2 separate regions of the Mus musculus genome follow, and region 2 is linked to region 1. The links are chromatin contacts, called in public HiChIP or PLAC-seq maps. All regions are on one chromosome and are shown on one strand. Each heading gives the region's core, a stretch centred on a gene start, on an enhancer-like site or on the middle of the called end of the contact. The rest is flanking DNA. Distances are from core to core; before and after follow the strand shown. Region 1 overlaps Shroom3 (shroom family member 3). Region 2 has its middle 28 kb from the start of Gm36764.

Evidence for each region. HiChIP or PLAC-seq counts read pairs in DNA pulled down with a chosen protein or histone mark.
Region 2: a FOXA1 HiChIP or PLAC-seq map of pancreatic cancer cells shows a contact between it and region 1. The contact joins two enhancer-like sites. A contact is called at or near these places in 1 of 39 promoter capture datasets (embryonic stem cells), 2 of 484 Hi-C or Micro-C datasets (both in embryonic stem cells), 1 of 115 datasets of contacts at active chromatin or transcription factors (pancreatic cancer cells) and 1 of 9 other capture datasets (adipose tissue).

What each region holds. Positions count from the first base shown.
Region 1 is chr5:92,811,789-92,814,411 of GRCm38.p6, reverse strand. All of the region lies in intron 2 of Shroom3 (shroom family member 3), which reads right to left. Among named protein-coding and RNA genes, the nearest start is that of Mir1961, 25 kb to the right of the region's middle. Within about 2 kb of position 1,326, at least 87 of the 459 cell types and tissues checked have an H3K27ac peak or open chromatin away from gene starts, as enhancers often do. A contact at or near this core is called in pancreatic cancer cells, where this site is marked.
Region 2 is chr5:92,979,299-92,981,921 of GRCm38.p6, reverse strand. No RefSeq gene overlaps it. Among named protein-coding and RNA genes, the nearest start is that of Gm36764, 28 kb to the left of the region's middle. Within about 2 kb of position 1,316, at least 10 of the 459 cell types and tissues checked have an H3K27ac peak or open chromatin away from gene starts, as enhancers often do. A contact at or near this core is called in pancreatic cancer cells, where this site is marked.

The sequences.
Region 1 (2,623 bases), core at 77-2,576:
CTTATAAGCCAAGTTCTCAAGCATTTGCTTGAGAATAGAATATATATGTTCTATTTTTGCTTCTGTTTCCCTGCAGAAATGACTACTTTCAAACCCATCAGCACAACTGAATGGTTGTTGTTGTTGTTGTTGTTCATTATCTGTGATCCTTGACCAGAATGGTCACTTGTGCTCACAACTCTAAATCCAGTAGACAGAAAGACAACGGGACACGTGGCAGTCGCGTCGCTCCATAAATATTCGCTGCTTAAATTTTACACAAGAGAGAAGGGCCAGAGTAGGCAAGGGAACATGCCTTTCACAGAGAACCTGCCTTCGTTAGAAACCTACATTCCAGAAAACAAAACTCAGCCAGTGCCTTTTCGTGGGATTTAGTGGGACTGCCCTAAACCATCAGGGGTGGACACTGAACCTGAATAAACATACTTCAGGAGTCAACTTAGTGATGCACATGTCCCTGTGTTCAAAAACGTGTATACTCAGAGAGCTGGAGAGATGGCTCAGTGGTTAAGAGCACTAGCTGCTCTCTTCCAGAGGACCTGGGTTCAATTCCCAGCACCCACACGGCAGCTCACAACTGTCTGTAACTCCAGTTACAGATATCTGACACATTGGCCTGAAAGTGGTTTCCCTAGTGAGACAAAAGCAGAGACAGCGCACATGTTAAACTGCAACCACTACTTCTTTCCCTTCTGAGGTCCACAGTTGCCCGGATTCAAGAAATTCCCTCCTTGGGCACATATACTGTCACAATACAATTAATCTGTTGAAGTTCATTTCATCTATTAAAGGGCCAGGCTAAGAAGCTCATATTGTTACAAAGCGGGTGGGGAGGCATTCAGCTGCTGACTGGGTTATGAAGAACAACAAATGCCAGGAAATCACAACACTCTGACCATTTTTTTTTAATCAAACAATATTTTTAGTTTTGCCAATTATTTTGCTCACAGCTTCGAGCAACTAGTTTTAAACTTCCTTCTTAAAAAAAAAAAAAGCAAAGCATTCTGCCCCTGGGGAGGAAAAATGAAGACCTCAAAAGCAAGTACAAATTGCTCATTTAAAGAACAGAATTTAAGGATGCGGGGGCTTTTCTTCCTGAAACGCTCATCATTCTGCAGAAAGAATCTGAATCCTGTCCTGATTCTTCTTGGGCAGTGGAGCAATTTTGGGTTTTGTGTTAGTTAATTTTAATTTACAAAGAGGGGGGGCTCCATTCTTGAGACACCACCGTTGCTATGAGACTTCTAGGCCACAACAGATGGCCGCAAGAACAGTTCTCAGGCCAAGCCGGATCTCTGAAGCCCGCCACTCAGGCATACCATTAACATTCCTGGCATACCTTCAGAGACAGCACCCCAGGCCTCCTTCAGACTGGCTCTCCCGCAGCTCCTCTGTTGGCCTCTCTGGTCAAGGGACCCGGGTGGAAATTTGTTATAAATGACAGGATCATATGTTTTGGGGGGGGGGGGCTGGGGGGAAGGGTGTCACCTCACTTAGATGTGGCTCCAGGTGGGCACACCTGTGTATACACCCAAGGACACACCCCAGTGTAACCGATCATTTGTCTTTAAGCTTTGCCTCACACCAGGACACCGGTACTCTTCTTATGGAAGCAGATTTAGTGCCAGGACAGAAGGGCTAGGGGAGAGAAAAGTTGAAGAATTTCTAATTTTGTTTTTAAGAAAGAAAAGAAAAGAGAGAGAGGGAAGGAAGGAAGGAAGGAGAGAGAAATGAAAGGAAAGGAAGGAGAGAGAGTGAGAAAGAGAGAGAAAGGAAAGGAAGAAAGGAAGGAGAGAGAGGTTGAGAGAGAGAGGAAAGGGAGGAAGGAGGGAGGGAGGGAGAGAGAGAGAAAGAGAGAGAGAGAGAGAGAGAGAGAGCGCGCCAGGACCCAGGCCTGTTATCTCTACTTTCAGAGGCAAGTTCAATGTCATCTTCAGCCACTTAATAAGTTTGGAGGCAACTTGGGCTACATGAGGAAGAGAAGTGGCTGGTTTGTTTTATTCCACCTTGTTATCATAACTGAACAAATCACTCTGCTTTGTCCCTTTCTCTGTCTTCCAAAGTTGGATAATGATCCTGACCTACCTGCTATCAGATGAAGAAGTCAGTGAGGCGTGATTAATGAGCAACTGAGAAATTGTGGCCTAAAAGTAAGGTCACTAAACCCTCAGCTACCAAGAAGCAAAAGATAAGGGCAGAAGCTGGCTGCTCGCCTCCCCTTGGCGTCCAGCTCCTGAGCCCACCACCTGTGTGGCTGTCTCCCAGTGCTGACCCGAAGGCTTCACAGTCCCAGGTGGCGAGCTGTACTGCTCACGCTCATGCTGAAGTTTTGGGACCCAGTAAAAAATAAAAAACAAAGCAAGCCATAGCTTCTCGGGTGGAGTTCATTTACATTCCATCCCAGAGTTTTCTTGGCCTGCAGTGCAAAAGCAAAGTTGTCCTTGGAGCCTGTCGCCAGGGCTCACCTGACCATGCAGGGACCGCAGAGCCAAGTCCCAGTTTCCTTCTGTGCATCTGGCTGGGGAAGGGAGGGAGGGGGAGCTCTCCTGTCTGTGGGGTTAGTGGATTTGCCATAGATGCACAGCCGCCTTGGCTTTGGCTTTCACCCCAGAATCCAGTCTGT
Region 2 (2,623 bases), core at 67-2,566, 170 kb before region 1:
AGCAGGACACCATGGTGGAGGGGTTCTTCATGGTGGACAGAAAGCAGAGAAAAACAAGATGAAGGAAGATGCCAGGGAGGTACTGACCTGTATCCTTCAATTGGGTCCCATCCCCTACCTTTTCATACTTCTAAATAACGCCATTATCTTTAGAGTCCATCAATAATGCTGTTATTTTTAGAGTCCATTAAGGAGTGATGTGTTTGTTAGTTCAGAGCTCTCAAGGTTTACCTGAGTATGGAAATGTCTTCCCAGATATACCCAGAGGAACACAGCAGTGATTTCCCAGGGACTCTACCAAATGAGTGGTAGATACTGAGTGTCACAGTATAGACTCTCTACATGGTCTTAGACAAGTCTTTTTGTGCATATGTGCTTTTATTTCTTGTGGGTAAGTACCTTGGAGGTATAGAGGTGGAATGTGAATGTGAAATATGAATATGGAATGTGCAGTTTGTAAATCCTTTGTGCACCCGTGAACTCACCATTGAGTCCTGGTTAGTTCATGCCTGTTGTAGGCAGTGCAGGAATCCCTGACTGACTGAAGTTCTATGTCAATGTCAACAGGGATGAAGCCATGTCAAGGACTCCAAAGCTTTGGAACCATGGGAAATTAGCAAAGCCATTGCCCATATGGTCCAGGGTCAAGAGAAAGACCTTTTCGTGGGAGTCTGTGTGTTCATGATGAATTAATCAGTGTAAGTACAGACTAGCAACTACAGCTTTCCACTCCCAGCTGCATACAGCCTGAGACTGTTCACCTACAGAGCCCTTCTACCGAGACTGGCTGCCCTCCATCTGCCTTACACAATCAACTCATGCTATTTCAGATTGTGGCAGGTGGCAAAACTCCCACTCAAATGAATCCCTTTACTATAAGTGTCTGTCCTTCCCTCCCTGTCCCAGTCAGGGTTCCATGAGTCAGCCTTGACCATGGGAGCCAGTGTATATAATTTTAGCCATTTTTGAGGGGTTGTAGTAACAACTCAATTGTACTTTAAATTTCCATTTCTTTGATAATTAACCACAGTGAGCATTTGTTTGGTTTTGATGACTCCATATTTGTTCCTGCCTTTATGAAGTATTTACTCAAAGGCCAATTGGAACCACTCCTTTGTTAGAGGTATTCTTTTTGGCGTTATATGCAACTTGTGAATATTTTCTCCGATTAGGGCTCTTGCTATTTTAGTGATAGCTGGTGATGAACAAAAGTTTTAAATTTTGGTGAAACGTAATAATCGTTTTCTGTAACCAGTATAAAGCCCTTCTCTTCCTGAGTCACAAGCATGTTCCCATCTTCATGTTTCCCACTAAAGCACCAAATGACTCCAGCGTTTATGTTTGTACTGATGATTCATTCAGACTTACTTTGGTGAGTGGCATTAAGGACCAGATTTACTTTTTCTCCATATGGACATTGTTTCTGCAGCTTTATTCATAGATCAAACCTTTCTTTCCGTTTAATTGCTTTTGATGCCCTTTGGAAAAGCAAGTGAGAATTTAAGTGCCAGCCTATTTCTGAGTTTTTTGCATGTTTCAGAAATTTATAAGTGACTTTTTGGGGAAGCAGAATATTTACTGTGTGAGTTTGTTTGGTGCTCTCAGCATGGGTTGGAGGCAGCAAAGCTGCTCTCTTGAGTCGGCGCACTGTTCTCTTCACAGGAGGCATGTGGTCTTCCATCCATCCTGGTAGCACGTTGCCTTGACAGATCTCACTCATGTCCTTTCTCTTGTGATTGGCAGGAAAGCCAAGGGCAGACTTCTGAAGGTGGCATGATGAGTGCATCTTAACACAATGCATTCCAAACAGTGATAGTCCCTCCACATCTTCCTTCTGCAGTGAGACCGAAGAGAGGCCAAAACTTATTTGTTGATCTTTAAATCAGTGGTAAACTATGTTTTGTGCCCTGAGAGATGCTTGTTAGGGAAGTGCTTTATCTACACGTTCATTGAATTAATTCACACATTCAGGGGTGTGTGTGTGTATGTATACATTTTGTTTGTTTGTTGAGAGAATATACAGGCATGTGTGTGTGTAATGGCATGTGTGTGGGCATGTGCAATGGCATATGTGTGGGCATATGCAATGGCATGTGTGTGGGCATGTGCAGTGGCATATGTGTGGGCATATGCAATAGCATGTGTGTGGGCATATGCAATGCCATGTGTGTGAACATGTGCAGTGGCATATGTGTGGGCATATGCAATAGCATGTGTGTGGGCATATGCAATGGCATGTGTGTGCAATGACATGTGTATGCAATGACATGTGTGTGTGTGATGGCACGTGTGTGTGATGGCATGTGAATAGAGGTCAGAGGACACCTTGTAGAAGTTGGTTCTCTCCTCCTACCTTCTGTAGCCAAAGGATTGAATCCAGGGGGTCAGGCTTGCCAGTTCAGTTTACTCATGGAGCAGTCTTACCAACTCTGTTCAGGTTTTATGAGATAGAGTCGTACGAAGTTCTCAGCTGGCCTTGAACTGGCAGTCCTCCAGCCTTAGACTCCTATGTGCTGGGGTTACAGTCCCATGCCACCAGGAGAGTTGTCTCATCCACTCACTCAGCATAGTGATATGCATCAGTTAGGCTGAGGCAGTCGGTCTTATTCAAGCCTTGTGCGTC